Linked DNA regions of Pan troglodytes: all the other regions are linked to region 3. A link is a contact called in public Hi-C data. All regions are on one chromosome and are shown on one strand. Each heading gives the region's core, a stretch centred on a gene start, on an enhancer-like site or on the middle of the called end of the contact. The rest is flanking DNA. Distances are from core to core; before and after follow the strand shown.

The links. A called contact is a pair of places that touch in the nucleus more often than the background predicts.
Region 1: a Hi-C map of induced pluripotent stem cells shows a contact between it and region 3, with 2.0 times the contacts expected there. The contact joins two enhancer-like sites. A contact is called at or near these places in 2 of 7 Hi-C or Micro-C datasets (both in induced pluripotent stem cells) and 1 of 1 other capture datasets (stem cell-derived neural stem cells).
Region 2: a contact with region 3 is called in a Hi-C map of induced pluripotent stem cells, with 2.5 times the contacts expected there. The contact joins two enhancer-like sites. A contact is called at or near these places in 3 of 7 Hi-C or Micro-C datasets (induced pluripotent stem cells and stem cell-derived neural progenitor cells) and 1 of 1 datasets of contacts at active chromatin or transcription factors (stem cell-derived excitatory neurons).

What each region holds. Positions count from the first base shown.
Region 1 is chr2:189,261,212-189,263,911 of NHGRI_mPanTro3-v2.0_pri, forward strand. ETV5 (ETS variant transcription factor 5) reads right to left here. Exons shown (of 13, transcript XM_001152492.7): 6 at 2,409-2,538; 7 at 1,180-1,467. Among named protein-coding and RNA genes, the nearest start is that of ETV5, 29 kb to the right of the region's middle. Within about 2 kb of position 1,395, at least 5 of the 24 cell types and tissues checked have an H3K27ac peak or open chromatin away from gene starts, as enhancers often do. A contact at or near this core is called in induced pluripotent stem cells, where this site is marked.
Region 2 is chr2:189,278,787-189,281,486 of NHGRI_mPanTro3-v2.0_pri, forward strand. All of the region lies in intron 5 of ETV5 (ETS variant transcription factor 5), which reads right to left. Among named protein-coding and RNA genes, the nearest start is that of ETV5, 12 kb to the right of the region's middle. Within about 2 kb of position 1,260, at least 19 of the 24 cell types and tissues checked have an H3K27ac peak or open chromatin away from gene starts, as enhancers often do. A contact at or near this core is called in induced pluripotent stem cells, where this site is marked.
Region 3 is chr2:189,422,395-189,425,232 of NHGRI_mPanTro3-v2.0_pri, forward strand. It overlaps DGKG (diacylglycerol kinase gamma), which reads right to left. Exons shown (of 26, transcript XR_001713836.3): 20 at 1,573-1,637. Among named protein-coding and RNA genes, the nearest start is that of DGKG, 120 kb to the right of the region's middle. Within about 2 kb of position 1,322, at least 5 of the 24 cell types and tissues checked have an H3K27ac peak or open chromatin away from gene starts, as enhancers often do. A contact at or near this core is called in induced pluripotent stem cells, where this site is marked.

The sequences.
Region 1 (2,700 bases), core at 145-2,644, 160 kb before region 3:
CAGCTGTGTCCTCCAGATGAGTCCCCGGTGGCAATAGAGGCCCACTCCCGAGCCAGCCCCCCACAACCCTGTCAGTGCTCACCCCTTGAGCCCTCTGTAACACAGGCGTTCGTGTTCCTTGGCCTAACCAAGGAATAAACAGCAACCAGCCATATTTTGCCGTTCTTAATGGTGACTTTCAGAGCAAAACGGGAAGGGGATCAGAACCAGACAAAGGGACCTTATTTTTTCCCCTGCATTTCATCTAGAAATAAAATGACCTCCAAGTAAATACTGGTAGGCATCTGGAATGGACCAGGCCTGGGAAAGGTATGCTCATATATTCTTCCCACTCCTGCCCCATTGTGGCCCCCACACCGATCCACCTAACACAACATAGATAGATATGAAATACCATGGCCACCATCTTGCATCCTTTGGTAATATTGTTGACAACTACCCCCCTATCCCAGAGAAACTTGAAATAAAGACAGGCCCCCAGCACATCTTCTATAAAAGAAGGCCACAAGCATCCGAGATTCTAGAATACCACAGATAAAGAGGTCAGGTTTGGAGTGTGCAGAGAAGGTTCCCTTCACACACTTTTTTGACAAATGAATGACTCTGGACAAGTTACTCCTGATGCCTCAATGTCTGTAGAAATGTAAAAACCACCTGCAGTGTAACCAGGAGATTTCTATCTCAAAAGCAGATGTACAAATAAGGTCCTTAGCTAATCTCCTACTGTTAAAACATGTTAAAATCAGATAAGTAATATTACCTTGTATAAATCAGCAATTGTCCCTTATATGTAAGTGAAATGGTAATAACTGAAGTTCAATTCTATTAATAGTAGGCAGCATCCAATGAGGAGTCAGGAACCTGCCCTCAGTGAGGGACAAGACTATCCTGGCAAGTCATTCTTCCTCTAGTTCTGTGAGACGGGAGAATACCAGTTACCTCTCCCTTACCTACTTTATAAGGATGTCGTAGTCCGTCAACCATCTGGAGTACCTTGGGAACAGGGTGGTATATAAACAGTCACATTCGTATTATCATTAGTCTTGCCTCACAAGCTGCCTCAATGTAATGATAACTTTTTAGGAACCTGGTAAATAAGACAAACTGCTTCCCCTCTCCCAGTGAGAAAGGATAGGAGTGAGGGAGACAATTAAGGAAGAAGCCCAGATCAACACCCACCTCTGTTCTGATGGATACTGGTTTTCAGGCATCATCTTTGGCATCTGCAGGGGCTGATGTGGTGGTCGGGGGACCGCAAATGTTTGCTGCTGTGGTCCAGGCTCTGGAAGCGAATGGGGGGCGGGGGCGGGGCCCACACCTTGAACTGGGCCAGCTGCAGGGGCGTGCGCTGAGGTGGGCAGAGTTGCCTGAGGTGGGGGAAATAGGGGATTCTGATGGGTGGGTGAGAGGGGGGTTGTAGGAGGGGTTAATGGCTTGAACCCAGAGGGAGGCTTCCTATCATAGGCACTGTAAACAGAAAAAGAGAAGGAACCATTAAGCTGAAATGAAGCCATTAGCATGGTTACCAGGTCCAGCAGAAAGCTAGTTTGCAGCCCATTGTTGCCAGGAAATAACAGCATTAACATAGTTAAATCGCTCGTAGCCCCGAGGGGATATTTGTACCTCTGAAAAGTGACAAACACACTGCGTCACAGGGACTTGTTTAACACTTCTAGTGATTTTTCTCAAGGATAATTTTAGCCTCTGCTTCCGGTTTCATTTTTCCCTCCTTCTAAAAGAATTCTCCGTGTATGCCTGTGTAGGGTGGGTGGGTGAGGGGAGAATGTATGTTTGCCAGGTGTTCTCTGGTCCCCTCTCCCAACTATTTCCAGGGTTCCCAGGAATTAGTCAGAATATGTGTTGAAGGTCCGTTTGTGCTGTGACATCATTTGAATTAACAACTCTTCTCCTCCCCCTTTCAGGCAAATCTATGTTTATCTTCTAGAGCAAAGAATGATTTAAAATTAAAGCTTCATTCCTGGGGCCTGGATATTCTTAAGTAAAGGGCACAAGCTTCAAGACTTTTTCATATATTCTGATTTGGAGATTACTTCTCTGGTGCTTAAAGTTCACATTAACATATGATAGACATGAAGAAGTATATATTACCTGCCTCAAAGCCACAGATCAAATATCCCAGGATTGAGACTCTTTCCCTAGAAGGACTGGGTACCCTATGAACTTAGTGCTCTGTAGAGCCACAAGGTTTTTAATGGTTTTCTTTTGTGTGCAGTACAATGATCCCAAGGGGACTAGACTACACCCGGAGGATGACACTGCCATGAAAGAAGGATATGTTTTACCACAGGGTCTGCTGGGTAAGTAACACTGGGAAGGAACATTCAGCTTGATGGCTACTTCCAGAGCCTTTCTGGGCAGCCTTTCTTCGACTCCTCTTGCCCACTTACCAATAGTTGTAGAGGCACTTTTCTCCATAGTTAGCACCAAGAGCCTGCTCATGGCTACAAGACGACAGCTCAGAGGAGGGGCTGTGCAGCTCCCGTTTGATCTTGGTTGGAGGTGGGGCATGAAGCACCACTGAAATCAGAAGAGGGATGACAGGGGAATAGAGAGAGAACAGCTGATTAACAGGGAGCACAATGCTTCCTTCTGCAAACCTTCTAACTAGCTGATTGTTCTTGGAACTCATGTCAAGTCACATGTCAGAAAAAGCAAAACGCTTAAACACACAACCTCCCA
Region 2 (2,700 bases), core at 10-2,509, 140 kb before region 3:
GAGATATCCCTCAGCACAGCAAAGTTATCCCCCCTCAATTATTCTCTATTAAAATTCAGATGAGGAAACTAGGGGTAGGCTCCAGGATCCGGCCTTTACTGTGGGTGACCATGTGAAAGAGACATCCCCCCCCCTCTTCTATTCTACCTTTTCTATGGGAAAAGTATAAAAGACCCTCATTAAGTGCTCTTGCAGGCCATTACGAAGCATTTCCAGGCACTCAGCTGAAAGTGTTTATGTAAGCGAAGTCCTTTTCAGCCCCTCTGGAGAAACACAGATATCAGCAACCTCCTACACAGCTGATATCTAGGGTTACCTCCTGAGAGGTTTCAAACTCTCTCACAAAAGGACAATCTGCCCAGGCCTGTTCTTTTTTTTAATAGGGAAGGGAAGGCATGCTTGCAAGGCCAACTTACAGCAAGGGAAAAAAAATCCTTGAGGCAAAACACAAGTGCAAACGGCCTTATTAAGGTTGTGAGGATGAAGAGTAGGAACTAAGAAGAGCTCTTTAAAATCCTGAGGAAGTTGCTCTGGATCATTACTATTACGTTTTGTTTTGCCTTTTAACTGATTGTCCTTTTTATGCTCATCATACATCCCTGGGCTATCCCACAGAGCACACTGGACGTGTGTCTGTGAGCTGCCAGTGAGCTACCAGGTAAGATGTTGGAGGATGCTTAAGTGTGGAAGCAGCTAGGTGTGGTGGCTCGAACCTGTAATGCCAGCTATGTGGGAGGACTGCTTGAGGCCAGGAGTTTCAGACCAGTCTGGGCAACACAGCAAGACCACCCCCAGCACATCCGCTTGGCCAATCCATCAATCAATCAATCAAGGGTGGATGCTATTTTGAGGCACATGCACCCTTAAAACCTGGCCTAGTTTTGGCATGATGAGGCTACTTTGGTTTGGGGGTTGCTCAGAGGCTGGGTTTTTCTGGTACTTCCAAGGATGTTCATTTTGGGAGGCAATGCATTTGATTAGTGTCCAGTGGAAGGGTTTACAGCCATAGTGAGGTTCCCCCATTGCTCAGTACCAGAGTTTGAGTACGGTCGTTTAAAAAATACTTATCTGACCACAGTGGAAAATTAAACAGGAGTGAAGGCAAAGGAGTAGAGAAACTACAACTTTGTCTCCCCCTGTGTTAAAATTGTAAGCCTAAGCAAGAAGTGTCTGTGTCGTGGCAGGCAAACACCTGGGCTATTCAGGCCTGGAGTAGAGGGGAGGTCAGAGAAGAGCAGGCAGGAATCCTCAATGGGGAGCTAAAGCCACAACCCCACGGGAAGGAGATAAAAGGGTTTAACAGCCTCAGATCAAGTCTCAACACCTCCCTCTCCAGGGGAAGCTAAACCACCCTCTCCTCTTATTATCACGCCCTTTAGACAGCTACAGTCTAAAATGAGAGACAAAGAAAGGGGAATGGGCTTCACTGGCTTTGTGGGTCAGCGGCAGCTCTTCCCCAGAATCCCAGGCCATCAGCCCGGCAGTTTAAGGGTTAAAGTGAGCACTTAAAAGAAAACTCAAACCCCATTAAGCCCAGGCTTGGAGAACAGGGAGCAGCAGGGAAGCCAAAGGAAACTAATTTTGGAGGCTCTCCAAGCTGCCAATCACAAGCATATTTCTAACAGTCCTAGTGTTGTTTGAGTTGGTTGTTTTTCCACGGGCTGCACAATGGGGTCTGGTTATTCATTGAAAAAGTCTGCAAGTGAGCCCCGCCCTCCATTCACAACCAATTTGGAATGCTCCATTCAGGCAAGAGGGGGAATCTGCAGCTCTGCTAGCTGGGGCAGACCTAATAGTGCTCAGCGCCCAGCTGTCGCCGCAGGGACGCTTGCTCGCTCAGTACGCTGTGTTTATGTAAGAAATTCAGACACGGCAGGGGATCTTGCCTGCTGTGCACCCTTCCTAGGATTCAAATGGCCAAGACCCTTGTGGAAATCTGCAAGGGTGTGCAAAAGTCCGCTAGAAGTAAGGTCAGAAAGTGCCCTCTGGCAAAACGGGAAAGGCAAAAGACAATCATGTGCCCCTCGGTTCAGAATCTGGCTGTAGCTACCAGCTGAGAGAAACAGACTTCAGTGGTATTTCTCCTGCCCCAGGGTGAGCTGGTTTGCATTAGGGCACAACTCTCTCTGGAAGCCTGCCTCTCCAGACCTTCCTTCCCATTCACTGCTGGTAGCTACATCGGGAGCCACCTGGCTTCCTCCCCAGGGGAGGAGGGCTCTGGAGACACTACCAGATTTTCTGGCTGCAGAGGAGGGGACAAGCTACCTATTAAGACAATTTCAGTTCCTTTTTTGGCTTTGGATCCAGCCTGAAGAGTTCAGAATACCCTCCTGAATGCTCATGAGACATCAAAAGGGAAGAATGTGGAGATCTAAGGTTGGAGGGTGAAATCTACGCCGAGACTTCGCAAAGTACAAGGCAAAAAAAACTGGTTTCGCTTCTTAGATATTTTTTCCAAATCTTCAATAATCACCCCGAGGGACTGGTTTCGTTTCTTAGATATTTTTTCCAAACCTTCAATAATCACCCTGAGGGAAAGCGGATGGAGCCGGTCTGACAACCAGACTTTATTTCAAGGAAAAGCATACTTCTTTATGAAAAGCAAATCCAGGAGATAAATTTTAGCTCATGGTTGTTTCCTTTTTTTTCATCACATATTTGGCTATTTTCAAATGTCTTATGTATGCTTCTTCTCACTGC
Region 3 (2,838 bases), core at 72-2,571:
ACCTGAACTGTAAGTTTGTGACTATAGTATCAGGGGCTGGAAGTACACGTGTTCCTAGTGTGCAGTGAGTGTGTATAGTCTGTGTGTGTGAGAGCAAGAAGATACTGTGGCAGGATGCACTTCCTAAAAGGTTCGTTGAGCTGCTATCGGATCCCACAGATCGCTCTTCCTGAAGCTATAGTGTTCAGTTTCTGACCTCTAAAAAGACCTCCCTCTTCTTGGTTGACTTCTCAGGCTGTGGGGTCAGGACAAAGAGTAGGAATGAAAATGGCCAGTGCTGAAAATGATGGGTCCTGGGCTTTAAATGAATGTCTTCAATGAACACTCTAACCTCTCTTTTAAGGACAATTCTTGCTTGTAATCCCAGCACTTTGGGAGGCCGAGGAGGACGGGTCACTTGAGGTCAGGAGTTTGAGACCAGCCTGGCCAACATAGTGAAACCCCATCTCTACTAAAAATACAAAAGTTAGCCAGGCATGATGGTGCACGCCTGTAGTCCCAGCTACTCAGGAGGCTGAGGCAGGAGAATCGCTTGAACCTGGGAGGAGGAGGTTGCAGTGAGACAAGATCACGCCACTGCACTCTGGCCTGGGTGACAGAGTGAGATTCCATCTCAAAAATAAATAAATAAATAAACAAACAAATAAATAAACAAAAAGACAATTCTGTGGGCTAAATAAAAGTCAACACCTTCAGGCTCAAAAACAAAGTCCAAATCATTATCCATTCTTCTCCCAACCTACCTAGGGTTGGGGTGGGAACAGTGTCTGAAATATTGGTCATCTTGAAATAGTACAACAAAGAAAAAGAAAGAAAGAATGAAAATCAACTAATGAGAAGAAACAGACAAGGAAAGAGGGAGAAAGGGGTAGTTATGTCAGTCACAACTAAGTTCTGGCAAATTTCGTCCTACAAGGAAGAAGGGTTTGCTTTCGCTTGCAAATGATCTGGTTTCCTCTTTCCTTTCATTTTTGAACCTAACTTGGTGACTTCACAGAGTGCCCAGGCTGAGGCTGGGACTTAGTGGGTTCCGGGTCTCCAGCCTTTGCAGGTACCTCTCTGCTGCTGCCCTCTGCTGTCGGGGGAGGCAAAGGAGACACCCTTCTGGTCCACCTGGTCCAAGCCCCGGAGCTGCCACCTCCTCCCACTTGAGACCCACAGAAGCTAGGGTCTCTTCCAGCCTCCCCGCTCTTCCCCAAAAGAATCATGAGGGGCTGGGGTTGGAGGCGCTGTACTTGGAAGCAGCAGAGACTCAGGACGGGGGTTCCAGTTAGACAAGGGCAGACGCCCTCCCACCTCCTCCCCTGCAAAAGCAGGCCCTTCATACCCACCTCCTGCCCTCCAGCCCTGCCCTCTGCACAGATCCTTTGGGAGAGGACAGGCAGTTAGCCTGCGCCAAGTTTCTGACACTTTTTTTTTTCTTGGAAATGGAAACCCTCCTTCCGGCAAGTGGCAGGAAGGCCAAGTCCCTGGCGGCCCTGGCTGGGAAAATTTCCAGAGAGCAGGTGAAAGGCCTCTGTTCCGCCAGGGCCACACTGGGTGGGTGGCAGCGCAGCCGGGCCTGCAGCTTACCTGCTGTTGAATTTTTCAGGATGTTTCTCTCTCATCACATGGAATCTGTGTGCAATGGAAGCGTCCTGAAAGTGAAAGAGACAAAGCAGATCCTTGGTGAGTGGTCATGACAGTGCAGTGCGGAGGGAAGGGATGCACGCATGCCCTCGCTGAGTCATGCCAACCCTGGGACTCTATCTATCGCATGGTGGGGCTCCAGGTCACATCCGCAGAGCCAACAGAGGCTCAACACTGCCTCCAGGGGGATGAGCTAGCACCACCAATACTCTTACAGCCTATGCCAGTTGACTCTGGAGTCCTTGCTATTTCACTCTAGCCCGGACCCGCTGAGAACAGATAGTTCAGGGGTGAGTGAAGGGGAAAGCCTTTGCCCTTTGGGGAGACTGAGAGTCTGTGAGCAGTTAGAGATCAGGAGCCTGTGTCTGGGGCTGAGCATGAGTCTCTGGAAATGACTTTCCATATTTGTTCTTTTTAAAATAGTTTTTATTTTGGAATATTTTGACTCACAATTAAGTTGCAAAAATAGCATAGAGTTCCTAGGTCCCGTTCACTCAGCTTCCCCCAATGATAACATTTTATATAACTATAGGATATTGTCAAAACCAGAAACCTGACATTGGTAGATGCTATTAGATATTAAGTCTTAACCATCCACAGCAATAGAAATAATTAGTGGCACTGGATAACATGCTTAGTAGATAATAAAACAAAATTAAACTCTGGCTTCTGCTTCTTGATCACTTCACTCGAAGGACTCCCTCCAAGGCCAATAAGAGTCATTATTACATCATGTGGACACTGCCCTCCTATTAGCACATCCCTTTGCCACACTAGCGGCCCCCTGCACTCTAGCACTCACAGTTAGGATGGCTGTCATGCACTGTGCTCCTGGGCTCTCCATCCTCTGGCCACAACTCCCTAACCCTGGGTTCTACCTGCGGCCCCCACTCCACACCGTGGCCATCTCGTGAGTTCTCGTGGCTGTTACCAGCATCTGAATGATGATAGCTCCAAAGTGTCAATCTCTAGAGCCAACCCTAAGCCTCAAACCAGAAACGGAACTCTTCTTTCCTCCTCAAACTCGGTCTTCCACCCTCGACAATGGTCTCATTTTCCAGCAGAAGAATGTGTAACGCCCCTTCACCGCTCAGGCCCCATACTGGTACTTTGGGTGCAGGTGCTGGGCTTCAGAAATAAACAGGCTAATTGAGCCGGAGATGGGGGGTGACACAGAAACCAGGGAGTTGACTAGATTTGTTTTGCAAT